Linked DNA regions of Sus scrofa: region 2 is linked to region 1. Evidence: chromatin contacts called from public HiChIP or PLAC-seq data. All regions are on one chromosome and are shown on one strand. Each heading gives the region's core, a stretch centred on a gene start, on an enhancer-like site or on the middle of the called end of the contact. The rest is flanking DNA. Distances are from core to core; before and after follow the strand shown. Region 1 holds the start of PRSS27 (serine protease 27). Region 2 holds the start of PDPK1 (3-phosphoinositide-dependent protein kinase 1).

What was found. HiChIP or PLAC-seq counts read pairs in DNA pulled down with a chosen protein or histone mark.
Region 2: an H3K27ac HiChIP or PLAC-seq map of alveolar macrophages shows a contact between it and region 1. The contact joins the promoter of PDPK1 here to the promoter of PRSS27 in region 1. A contact is called at or near these places in 2 of 5 promoter capture datasets (fetal liver and liver), 4 of 47 Hi-C or Micro-C datasets (embryonic fibroblasts, fibroblasts, liver and 1 more) and 2 of 2 datasets of contacts at active chromatin or transcription factors (alveolar macrophages and skeletal muscle).

The regions. Positions count from the first base shown.
Region 1 is chr3:39,391,699-39,397,304 of Sscrofa11.1, reverse strand. It overlaps PRSS27 (serine protease 27), which reads right to left and starts at 2,291. Exons shown (of 7, transcript XM_021086750.1): 1 at 1,910-2,291; 2 at 524-550; 3 at 102-206. The coding sequence starts at 1,961.
Region 2 is chr3:39,509,552-39,515,157 of Sscrofa11.1, reverse strand. PDPK1 (3-phosphoinositide-dependent protein kinase 1) reads left to right here and starts at 2,535. Exons shown (of 14, transcript XM_021086751.1): 1 at 2,535-2,697. The coding sequence starts at 2,674.

The sequences.
Region 1 (5,606 bases), core at 1,042-3,541:
GGTCCGCCTCGGACCAGGGCAGACCCTTCCCAGCTGTGGGAAAGCCTCCCATCCCGTGGGCCTCACACCCCTTACCTGTGAAATGGTGACATCAGACCTACCTCGGTGGGGAGTAGGGGGAGGATGTTGGGATGACGATGACGCAGGTAAAGATCTGGTCCCAGGACCTGACAGACAGGGGACAATCCCACATGGGGTAGGTGACCCTGAGGGGGTATGTTATTGTCACAGCAGAATGGTGTCGGCGTCTGTCCTTACTTCCTTCCTGTCGTCTTCCCACCCTCCCCCGTTCTTCTTGCCTCGATGGCCCTCTTGTGCCACCTGCACCGCGTCTCAGACCCTCCTTCTGCCCGCCCACCCACCTGGGCTCCAGCTCCTTTTGGCCCTGCGGGATTCCCTGTGCCCCGCCTGTTTCACCCTGGCCTCCTGGGGTGGGTGTTGGGGGGGGGTGCGTTCCTGGTCAGCCTTGCTGCTCTCAGACAAGCCCACTCCTGTCTACCCCGCAAGGGCCCTGGATGCTTACCACTTGAGGCTTCGGCCCCCTGAGTCCCTGCAAGTGAGCAAAGAAGGTAATCAGCCAACTTTGTGGGCCCTGAGGTTGGCATCTGCCTGGTGTAGCCCTGCCTCTGCTCCACCTCCAGCCTGTCTCCCGAGGACCAGCAGGAGAGGCCACCCAGGGCACCCTGTCATGGCCTGGCTCTCCTGTTGGAGACAGGATGGCTCCTCCTTGCCCCACGAGGGCCTTCCCTTCACCCCACACGCATCCTTGTCTGGAAGCTCCCCCAGGACCGCAGCCTCCGGTTCTGGAGCGCCAGGGTCTCCCACTCTCCACCCCGGCCGCTGGCCATAGGCCCAGGGCCTCTCACACTATCTTCCCGACCGAGCAAGTCTCCAGCTCTGTCTTGAGTCTGGGGGCGATGGGGGCAGAGCCTGGCTCCGTCCCAGATTCCCCAGAGCAGCCCCTCTCATACAGCTGGCAGCTGGAGCCCAGGACCCCTGCTGGACGGGGCACCTCTGCCCACGTGAAGGGACCGGAGGGGTGGGACAGGACCCTGTGCCAGGAGGCCGGGAGGGAGGAGGGAGCTGGGCAGCAAGGCCTGGCAAGGCCCGGTGGAGCCCAGGGAGGCTGCACCCTCCTTCCCTGGTGGGAAGCCTGCACCCTCCTTCCCTGGTGGGAAGCCTGGAGCCCTGGCCAAGCTGCAGCCTGGGGTGACCTGGCCCGGCCCTGGGAGGTGACTTGAGGACAGGGAAGTAAGGTGGCAGCTGGGCTGGCCAGGCTGGCCCAGGAATGCGGGAGAGTTTCCCTGGCAGAGAGCAGCCCGCCCAGCTGGGAGGGGCCTGGCAGGTGCATTCCCCCCCCCCCGACCTCCCCTGTTGGCCCTTGCCAACCTTCACCCAAGAGAGCGGGGGAAGGGCCGGAGGTGCAGGGCCTGCTCCTCCAATTCCCTCCCTCTGTGCCGGAGCAGGAACCTGGACCCCCGTGTGTCCTCCCTGCCCCCCACTGAGCCTTCACCAGGCTCAGGTGGCAACCCAGCCACCCTTCCCAGGCCCAGATGTCAGTGACCCAGAGATTGGCTGGCGCCCAGCGGTCTTGAGGTCAGATCCTACAGCACCACGTTTTCATCTTGAGAGGCCAGGACCAGAGGGGGCAGAAGCAGCTTGGCTGTAATTTGCCTGAGGCAAGGGGAGGGATGGGATCCGGCCTGTGTCACTGCCTCCTGGTCCTCCCGCCTGCACCCACACCCCCATCCCCAGTTCACTCCACCTGTGGAACCTCCGGAATCTTCCCACTGAGGCAGGAAGGGAGACTGGTGCTGCAGCCCGAGGCCTGGCCGGGGAGTGGGGGCTTAGCTGCCGCTTGGGTAGGACAGAGAGGCCCTTACAGATGCCTGCAATGTCTAAGACTCACCAGTCCGCAGCAGCAGCAGCAGGAGCAGGGCCAAAGCTGGCACCTGCCCCATGGTCTCAGCCTGGCTGGAGTGCCTGCCGGGCAGGGGACTGCTGTGGCAGGAGCTCCGTGACCACTAGCTCTATGTGTAGGGCTCCATGAAGTGGGGTTTTATGCTGGAGATGAGTGTCAGCTCGGCTATGCCGCTGGACCTGTCAGCCAGGCCCGCCCAGTTCCTCTGGGCAGGAAGGAGGCACCCCAGAACCCCGACTCCTCCATGGCCTGGCCCTGAACCCCAAGGGGACAGGCCTCTCATGCTAAAACACCTTAGGGTTTGCGGGCCAGGGTGCGTGTGTCCCATTTATTTATTTATTTGTTTGTTTGTTTATTTTACCTTTTCTAGGGCCGCACCCGCGGCATATGGAGGTTCCCAGGCTAGGGGTCCAATCGGAGCTGTAGCCCCTGGTCTACACTACAGCCACAGCAACTCAGGATGCGAGCCGCATCTGCAGCTTACACCACAGCTCACGGCAACGCCGGATCCTTAACCCACTGCGCAAGGCCAGGGATTGAACTGGCAACCTCATGGTTCCTAGTCGGATTCGTTAACCACTGCGCCACGACGGGAACTCCGCATGTGCCCCATTTAAGTGCTTGTGGCAAGGGTTCCGCCTCCACGGTGACTGACCACACTCTCCAGCTGACCACAGGCCCACCTGAGCTGACTGCGGTCCACCACGCGACCCTCTCTGTTTCATTCATCCGTTCATTTATTTTTATTTACTGAGCACCTGCCATGCGCCGCAAACAGTCCGGGACTGGGGCTTGCGCTTTGCCGGAAGGAGGATGGCTAAGGGCCAGGTCACCTGAGCCTAAGCGGGAGCGTCTGGCGGGCTCCGCCGCTGACCCCAGCGCCCCTCCCCGCCCCCCGGCTCTCCCTCCAGACCTGGGTTCCAGCAGTCCCAGGCCTGGCCCTGGGTGACCCTGACCGGCCTCTCCCTGCCCCCTGCCCGCCGCCGTCGCAGGGGTGGGGGTGGGGTTCCCGGAACGCGAAGGCCAGCGTGGGCGGGGCGGAAGCTGCTTCTGGGAAGGCCGTGCCAGGAGGACCGTCCCCAGGTGTCCCTGCCCTGGGAGCGGCTGGCCGGGTCCAGGACGTGCAGTCGTCGCGGAAGCGGCTCTGGGAGGAAGTTATTTGGGGCACGGAGCTGACGTCAGAGCCGGAGCCGGGGCTCGGCGGCGAGGCCGGGCCGGGACCGGCGGCCGAGGACCAGGTCGGGCAGAGCCGGTGGGGGCTGGGGCGGGGAGCGCCGGATGACCGGCAGAGCCCGGCCTCAGTTTCCCCGCCCACACAGTGGGTGCGTGCGTGGCCTGGGGGTGCGCCGGCGCGCCCCGGAAGTCGGGGACGGCCGAGGTCGCCGACTTTCCGCCCCCTCCCCATCTCCGCGCTCCGGCCTTGGCCTTGGCCTTGGCGGGCGCTCCCGGTCAGCGCGCCACTGCCCTCTAGGGGCCGCCGGCAGCAGCGCCGGGCCGCTGGGGCGGGAGGCTCGGCTCCGCGCTGTCTGTCTTCCTCGCACAACTCCCAGCCCCAGCCCTTCCTGCTCCTCCACTCCTCCGCTCCTGCCCTCCGACCTCCCCTCCGTCTCCGCGTCTCCCGCAGCCCTCGGGGGAAGAGGGGGCGCCACCCTCGACGGGGGACGGCTGCCCGGGCGCTGGCGCCCTCCTCCTGCGCCCCCCTGCCTCCCGGGTCCCTCCGCTGCGCCCCCTCCACGCGGCGTCCCGGAGTCCGGGCGGCCTGTCTGCGTGAGCGGGAGTCCCTCGGGGAGGGAGAGCAGCGCGTGGCTAGAGGGCTTCCAGACTCGTTCCCAGGGATTCTTGGAGCCCACTGAGACCCAGCACTGTTCCAGGCATGGGGCAATTGGAGGTGAGCCGAGTGGAGGAGAGAGGATTGAGGTGAAAATGTCTAATCAGAAATTTTGGAAAGTGTTTCAAAACGTCTGTGTCACCGCATTTCACCAGGCACCTGATGATCAGTTCTCTGGATTTCAGAGGCCTTCAAGATTGTTTGGGGCTAAATACTTCCTCTCAGGTGTCTTTCTAGGTTTCCTCTGCCTTCCCCCCCCCCCAAAGCCATTTCTAAGAAGGTGCTGCCTTGAAATCAAGAAAGTAACAAAAGTTAAGATGTGATCAGAAAGTGGGGACACCAGGGACTCCGGTGGCTAGAGAAACAGCATCTCGTGTCACTCCTGACACCCTTGAGGCTGTAGACCCCCCGCTGTGCAGGGAGCTGGGTGGGGGTGTAGGGTGAGCTGGAAGCCAGGTGCCTTCCTCACTCCACCTGCCAAACAGAGGGGTGGATTGGAGACCAGAGGGACTCAGAGCCCTAAGTGTGTTTTGTCACTTCCTCCTAAAACACAAATGGGAGCTCCCACTGTGGCACGAAGGGATCAGCAGTGTCTTGGGAGCGGGTTCAGTCCCCAGCCTGGCACAGTGGGTTAAGGACCTTCTGGTGTTGCCACAGCTGCAGTTTACTTCAAGGTTGTGACTGGAATCTGATCCCTTGCCCGGGAGCTCCATATGCCCTGGAGCAGCCAAAAAACAAAGCCAGAAATGAGCTTTTACCACCTCTGGAAGGGGAAGGGTTTTTTAATGTTAGAAGTCACAGCAGAGGGAGTTCCCGTTGTGGCGAAGTGAAAACGACTCCAACTAATATCCATGAGGAATCCGTTTCGATCCCTGGCCTCACTCAGTGGGTCAGGGATCTGGCATTGCCATGAGCTGTGGTTTAGGTCGCAGACATGGCTCAGATCCCGCGTTGCTTGTGGCTGTGGCGTAGGCTGGCAGCTGTAGCTCTGATTTGACCCCTAGCCTGGGAACTTCCACATGCAGAGAGAATGGCCCTAAAAGGCAAAAACAAACAAAGAACAACAAAAAATAGTCACAGTAGGCAACACAAAGGAGATGGCCCATACACTAGAAAAATAATCGGTTTCAAAGTACAAAGGCGAACAATAGGATAAATATTTGCAGGAAATGCGGCAAAGTGCCTGCACCATTATTGTTGGCAATGCTTAGGAAATTGACGAGAAAACCCCTGATCCCCTAAAGGTGAAATGAGCAAAGGCTACACATAGACCAGTCTTGAAAGAGGAAACCAATTTGGTTAATAGACTTAGGAGGAATGTTCAGCCTCACTAATTAAAGACATGCAAATCAAAGCCACAGCCAGGAGATGCTCTTCTGTGTGGCGCTGGCTCAGCCTTGGTGGATGCTGTCCAGCCAGGCTGTGGGGAAATGTGCCAACTGGTGGGCATGTAACTGGCACAGCCCTTTCGTAAATCAGTTCTTCAGGTTATGCTTCAGCTTTTTAAACTAATCATTCCTGGGAATTCCCATCATGGCTCAGTAATTAACGAATCTGACTAGGAACCATGAGGTTGCAGGTTTGATCCCTGGCCTTGCTCAGTGGGTTAAGGATCTGGCGTTGCTGTGAGCTGTGGTGTAGGTTGCAGACGCGGCTCGGATCCAGCGTTGCTGTGGCTCTGGCCTGGGCCAGTGGCTGTGGCTCCGATTCGATCCCTAGCCTGGGAACCTCCATATGCCACGGGAGCAACCCAAAAAATGGCAAAAAGACCAAAAAAAAACAAAAAACAAAAAAAAAACCAAAACAAAAGCAGGTGACAGGAAGCCAACTGAGGCTCACAGAACACAATAGGTGTTT
Region 2 (5,606 bases), core at 1,286-3,785, 120 kb before region 1:
TCTTTACCTCAAATTTTGTTCCCCTCTCTGTTTCTCTTTGAATAACTCGAGATCTCCATGGTCATGCTCTGATGTCATAGACTCTCATAAATTTAAAAAAAAAAAAAAAAAGGAGTTCCCGTCGTGGCGCAGTGGTTAACGAATCCGACTAGGAACCATGAGGTCGCGGGTTCGGTCCCTGCCCTTGCTCAGTGAGTTAACGATCCGGCGTTGCCGTGAGCTGTGGTGAAGGTTGCAGACGCGGCTCGGATCCCGCGTTGCTGTGGCTCTGGCATAGGCCAGTGGCTACAGCTCCGATTCAACCCCTAGCCTGGGAACCTCCATATGCCGCGGAAGCGGCCCAAGAAATAGCAACAGCAACAACAACAAAAGGCAAAAGACAAAAAGAAAAAAAAAAAAAAAAAAAGGACTTTCCGCTGTGGCACAGTGGGCTAATGATCCGGCTTGTCTTTGCGGCATTGCCAGTTCCATCCCTGGCCCATCTCAGCAGGTTAAGGATCCGGCATTTCCTCATATGTGGCGTAGTTTGCAGACGTGGCTTGGCCAGGGGAACACCTGTATGCCGCAGGTGCGCCCAAAAAAAGAAAAAAAAATTTAAAGACTCTGTTTCATATTTTGCAACTTGCTTTTTTAAAATAAATAAATAGATAAATAAATAAATTTCCTTTTTTTTAGAGCTGCACCTGTGGCATATGGAGGTTCCCAGGATAGTGGTGAAATTGGAGTGGCATTAACATAAGATCCGAGGCGCATCTGCAATGTACACCACAGCTCACAGCAATGCCGGATCCTTAACCCACTGAGCGAGGCCAAAGATTGAACCCGAGATCCTCATGGATCCTGATTGGGTTTGTTACCACTGAGCCATAACGAGAACACTCAACTTGCCTTTTTGCCTTCATTTTTATATTTATTTGTTTATCTTTTTAGGGCTGCACCCGCAGCATATGAAGGTTCCCAGGCTAGGAGTCAAATTGGAGTTGTAGTTGCCAGCCTACACCGCAGCCACAGTGACCCAGGATCTGAGCCTTATCTTCCACCTACACTACAGCTCACGGCAACGATGGATCCTTAACCCACTGAGCAAGGCCAGGGATCGAATCCACATCCTCATGTATACCAGTTGGATTCATTTCTGCTGCGCCACAATGGGAATTTCCACATTGCTATTTTTTAAAATGAACATGTATTTCTTTTGGAAATAGAAAAAACTTTAAATTTACCATATAAATTTGCAAATTTAAAAATGTGCACGTTTTCAGGTAACAAAGATGACTCTGATTTTGTTTAAAACATCATCTTAGAACTACGATGGTAATATGCCTGATGTACACAAAAATGGTTAAGGTGGTAAATTTTGTGTGTATTTTACCACAGGTAAAAAACCCAACCATATCATCATCAACAATAACAGCTACAAGCAGTTTCCGTCGTGGCTCAGCGGAAACGAGTCCGACGAGCATCCGTGAGCACGCAGGTTCGATCCCTGGCTTTGCTCAGTGGGTGAAGGATCCGCCGTCAGCTGCGGTGTAGGTCGCAGATAAGGCTCCGATCTGGCGTTGCTGTGGATGTGACGTAGGCTCTGACCCCTAGCCTGGGAACTTCCATATGCCGCGGGTGCAGCCCTAAACAGACAAAAACAACCCCCCCCCCACAAAAACCCAATAACAGCTACAAGAAGAATTTATAGGCAGAGAAGAAAGTTCCGAAGGTGACCTGGGGCTATCAGCCGTGATGGGATGGGATTGTTTTCCGCCTTATAGACATGGCTTTAGAGCCTAGATTTCCTTCGAGAACACTTCTTACTTTTGTAACTAGTGAAGATGCCTCTGTCTGCCTTGACTCAGAACCCAGCTCCGAGTCCGCCCCGGGCGGGTAGGAGCCCAGCGCCAACTCCGTCTCGGGCGCGACCTGGGCTGCCCCCGCCGCAGCTGGGCGAACCTCAGTTTTTCTTTTTTTTTTTTTTTTTTTTTTTTTTTTTTTTTTTTTTTTTTTTTTTTTGTCTTTTTGCTATTTCTTTGGGCCGCTCCCGCGGCATATGGAGGTTCCCAGGCTAGGGGTCGAATCGGAGCTGTTGCCACCGGCCTACGCCAGAGCCACAGCAACGCGGGATCCGAGCCATGTCTGCAACCTACACCACAGCTCACGGCAACGCCGGATCGTTAACCCACTGAGCAGGGGCAGGGACCGAACCCGCAACCTCACGGTTCCTAGTCGGATTCGTTAACCACTGCGCCACGACGGGAACTCCCGAACCTCAGTTTTTCGGTCTGCGCCGCGGGATGACAGTTTGCCCCGTCCCGCGCCCGGCCCCGCCCCGCAGGCCCGGGATTGGCTCGTGCGGTGTCCTTCCCCCCCTCGAGGCGGGGCAGGGCCGCTCCTGCCCGGCCGGCCCCAACCCGGAAATGCGGCTCGGGGGCGCCGGTGGGGGCTGGCCTAAGCCGCGGCCGAGCGACGGCAGCTGCAGCCAATGGGCGCGGGCAGTGGAGGCGGTGAGGAGGAAGTCCCGCCCGGCGTCGCGCGGGGGCGGGGCGGCGCTGGGGGTGGCGGGCGGCGGGGCGGGCGCAGGATGAGGGCAGCCATTGCTGGGGCTCCGCCGCGGGGAGGAGGACGCTGAGGAGGCGCCGAGCCGCGCAGCGCTGCGGGGGAGGCGCCCGCGCCGACGCGGGGCCCATGGCCAGGACCACTAGCCAGCTGGTGAGTCCGCAGCGGCCGCCGGGGCGCGCCGGCCCGACATCCCGCCGAGCGCGGCGGCCGCCGGGGCCCGGTGAGGCGGGGCGGCCCGCGGTCTCGGGGGCCGGGCGGCGCCTCACCTGCGGCCGGGCGGCCGGGCCGGGGTCCATGGGCGCCCTGGGGCGCCGCTTGGCCGCCGGGGGAAGCCGGGGCCCGTGTGAGGCAGGTTCCGGGCCGCCGGGGGCGCTGACAGGCGCGCGGAGGGCGGGGGTGGCCGGGGAGGTGTCACCGGCCCGTCGCGGTGGAAGTGCTTGGAAAGTTTGTTTTCGGCGCGGCCTGGAGCCGAGCCTCCGGGGTTATCTCTCGTTCTTTCTGCGGAGGAACTGCCCTGGGCCTTCACCTGGGATAGCGTCCCTGTGCCTCTGCTCGCAGCGAAAGCAGGATGTGCGAGTTCTCGCTCGGAGCACCTGATGCTCGGGCCCCTCCAAATTCTCAGCGGGGACGGCGCCTGACGCACTCCGATACGCTCCGCTCCCGGCCCGGCGAGCGGCGTTTGGGTGCTTTTCCTGCCTTGAGGCTCGGCTCCGGCACCGGCGTCGGTGTCTTGGGAAGCCCCTGGGAGGCCGAGCTGGAACCCAGCACCGCCGGCAAGTGAGCGTGACCGGGCGGAGAGATTTCAGGGGGAGGAAAAAGAAAAAGCCTTCGCTGGGTTAAACGTTTTGCGTAAAGTATCGCTAGTGTTGCTGTTTTCTCTCGGTTGCTAAAAGTATCCCTGGTGTTTTCATGTTTGCCCTCTGCTGACTTCTGGAGCCTTAGGGAAGATGGTTTAAGGATGTGTACCTTGAGTGCGAATGTGAGGGGGGTGATGGACGAATGTCTAGATGACGTGCAAAACTTGGTTCAAAAGGCAAGTCCCTTAAGTGATGGAAGACTCCAGAAATTTGTATCAACTCTTATTTCCTTGTTTTCTGTGCTAGAGTTTCTTAATCGTTTTGAGGGGTCAGGAGCCCCTTGGAGCGTCTGACAGAAGACCTGGGTCCACATCTGAGCCAGACGCACAGCATTTTGTGCGTCCTTGAGAAGGCTAAGGAATCTTCTGCGGCTGGTCCGTGGACTTGAGGTGGAGAACTTTGCTCTGTAGAGCTAGGTGGTAATCCGAAGTCTGAGAGGAGGACCGGTTCAGTTGAGGATATAGTGGAGGGCGAAGGGATGTCTTTGTTGCGACATGTGCGGCTGTACCCTGGGGTGCCTGGGCTAACACGCAAAAACACGAATCAGGCTTCTTGGCTGATCTCGGTGGAGGCTGAGGCCGACAGTCATCATGGAAGTTTGTAGAATGAACTTTCACACGTTGATGCTGTTGCAATGCAAGGTGTGTACCCTGACGGCGTCCATGAGAAGACAAAAGCATATTTTTTCATAGTTTGAGTAGTTCCACGTGATCGACACTTGAGGTTTGGAGTTTTCTTTGCAGAAGGCAGCTTTTTAGTACAAAAACACTGGAATCCAGTAAGAAAAAATGAATTGAAGAATGGATGATGGGAATTCCCCTTGTGGCTCAGCAGAAACGAATCTGACTAGTATCCATGAGGACCCAGGTGCCATCCCTGGTCTCGCTCAGGGGGTTAAGCATCCGGTGTCGCCATGAGCTGTGGTGTAGGTCGAAGATGTGGTTCAGATCTGGCGTTGTTGTGGCTGTGGCGTAGTCCGGTGACTACAGCTCTGATTTGATCCCTGGCCTGGGAACTTCCGTATGCCACAGGTGCAGCCCTAAGAAGAAGAAAAAAAAAAAAAAAAGAATAAAGGATGGAAGTGAGAGGAACTAAGCTTTTATGTCTTCATCAGCTAGATTTCCCCACATGTATGCGGGAATGTGGTGTATTTCCCATCACTAATGGCGGAGATGCCCCAGTGTTGAATTTCTTGCTTGAGGGCTATTAAGTGAGTTTGCACCTGGATTTTTTTTTTTTTTTTTAATGGCCACACCCAGGGCATATGGATGTTCCTGGGCTGGGGATGGAATCTGAGCAGCAGCTGACTTATGTCACAGCTGCGGCAGCACCGGATTCTTACCCACTGTGCCACAGTGGGAACTCCTGCACCTGGATTTTTAAGGTGGCACTTAATGAGACACCCTCATCCCAATTATTTTCCCACTTTTTTAAGTGTGTGCAGCCAACACTGGAGTCATATGAGTTGGGAAGTCTGGAAATGGCCTATCCCAGTTTGAAACTAAGGTGGCCAGAGGCTGTAAGAACCATTTATTGAGCACTTATTTGAGGCAGGGCCTTTGTAGGATAGCTCACACGCCGTGTGGCTTGACTTGTGTGGACATTGCTGTGGGGTAAGTGCTGTTCCCATTTTACAGGTGTGTAAACTGAAGTGCAGAGAGATGAAGTACCTGCCTGATTCAGTAGAATGCAGTTTGAACCTATGTCTGAGCTATGGCAGAAACCTGGGTGCCACCCTGCCCTTCATGCAAAGAGCACCCTGAGAGAGAGTCCTAAGGAGGTCCTCAGTGCCACTGCCCGGGACGTCTTCCCGGGGGTTGTATGTGTCCTCTAACTGATGCACTGGAGGTGGGAGGCTCATCCTTTCATGGAAGGACAGTGCACTTATTTCTTTGGGCAGATGGCTGAGCTCTTTGACCCCTGGAGCCGGTTTCGGCCTCACGCTGTCAGAAAGCAGCTGTTTGGAAAGAGACTCTGGTCGCTCCATATTTGAAGGCTGATATCTGAATGGATGAGGCTTAGAATCCTCTCTTCGTGAAAAAAGAACTGTGCAAGGATTTTGTTAAAATTGTTGATTAGGCAGAGTGACTCCCTGCACACTCCAGGGTTGTGCAAGGGCGGCTGCATCTGCGTGGGAGGTGGTGGGAAGGTAGAGGACGTGGAAAGAAGTGGGATCTGGTTTCACATGCCCTTCTGGGTGGT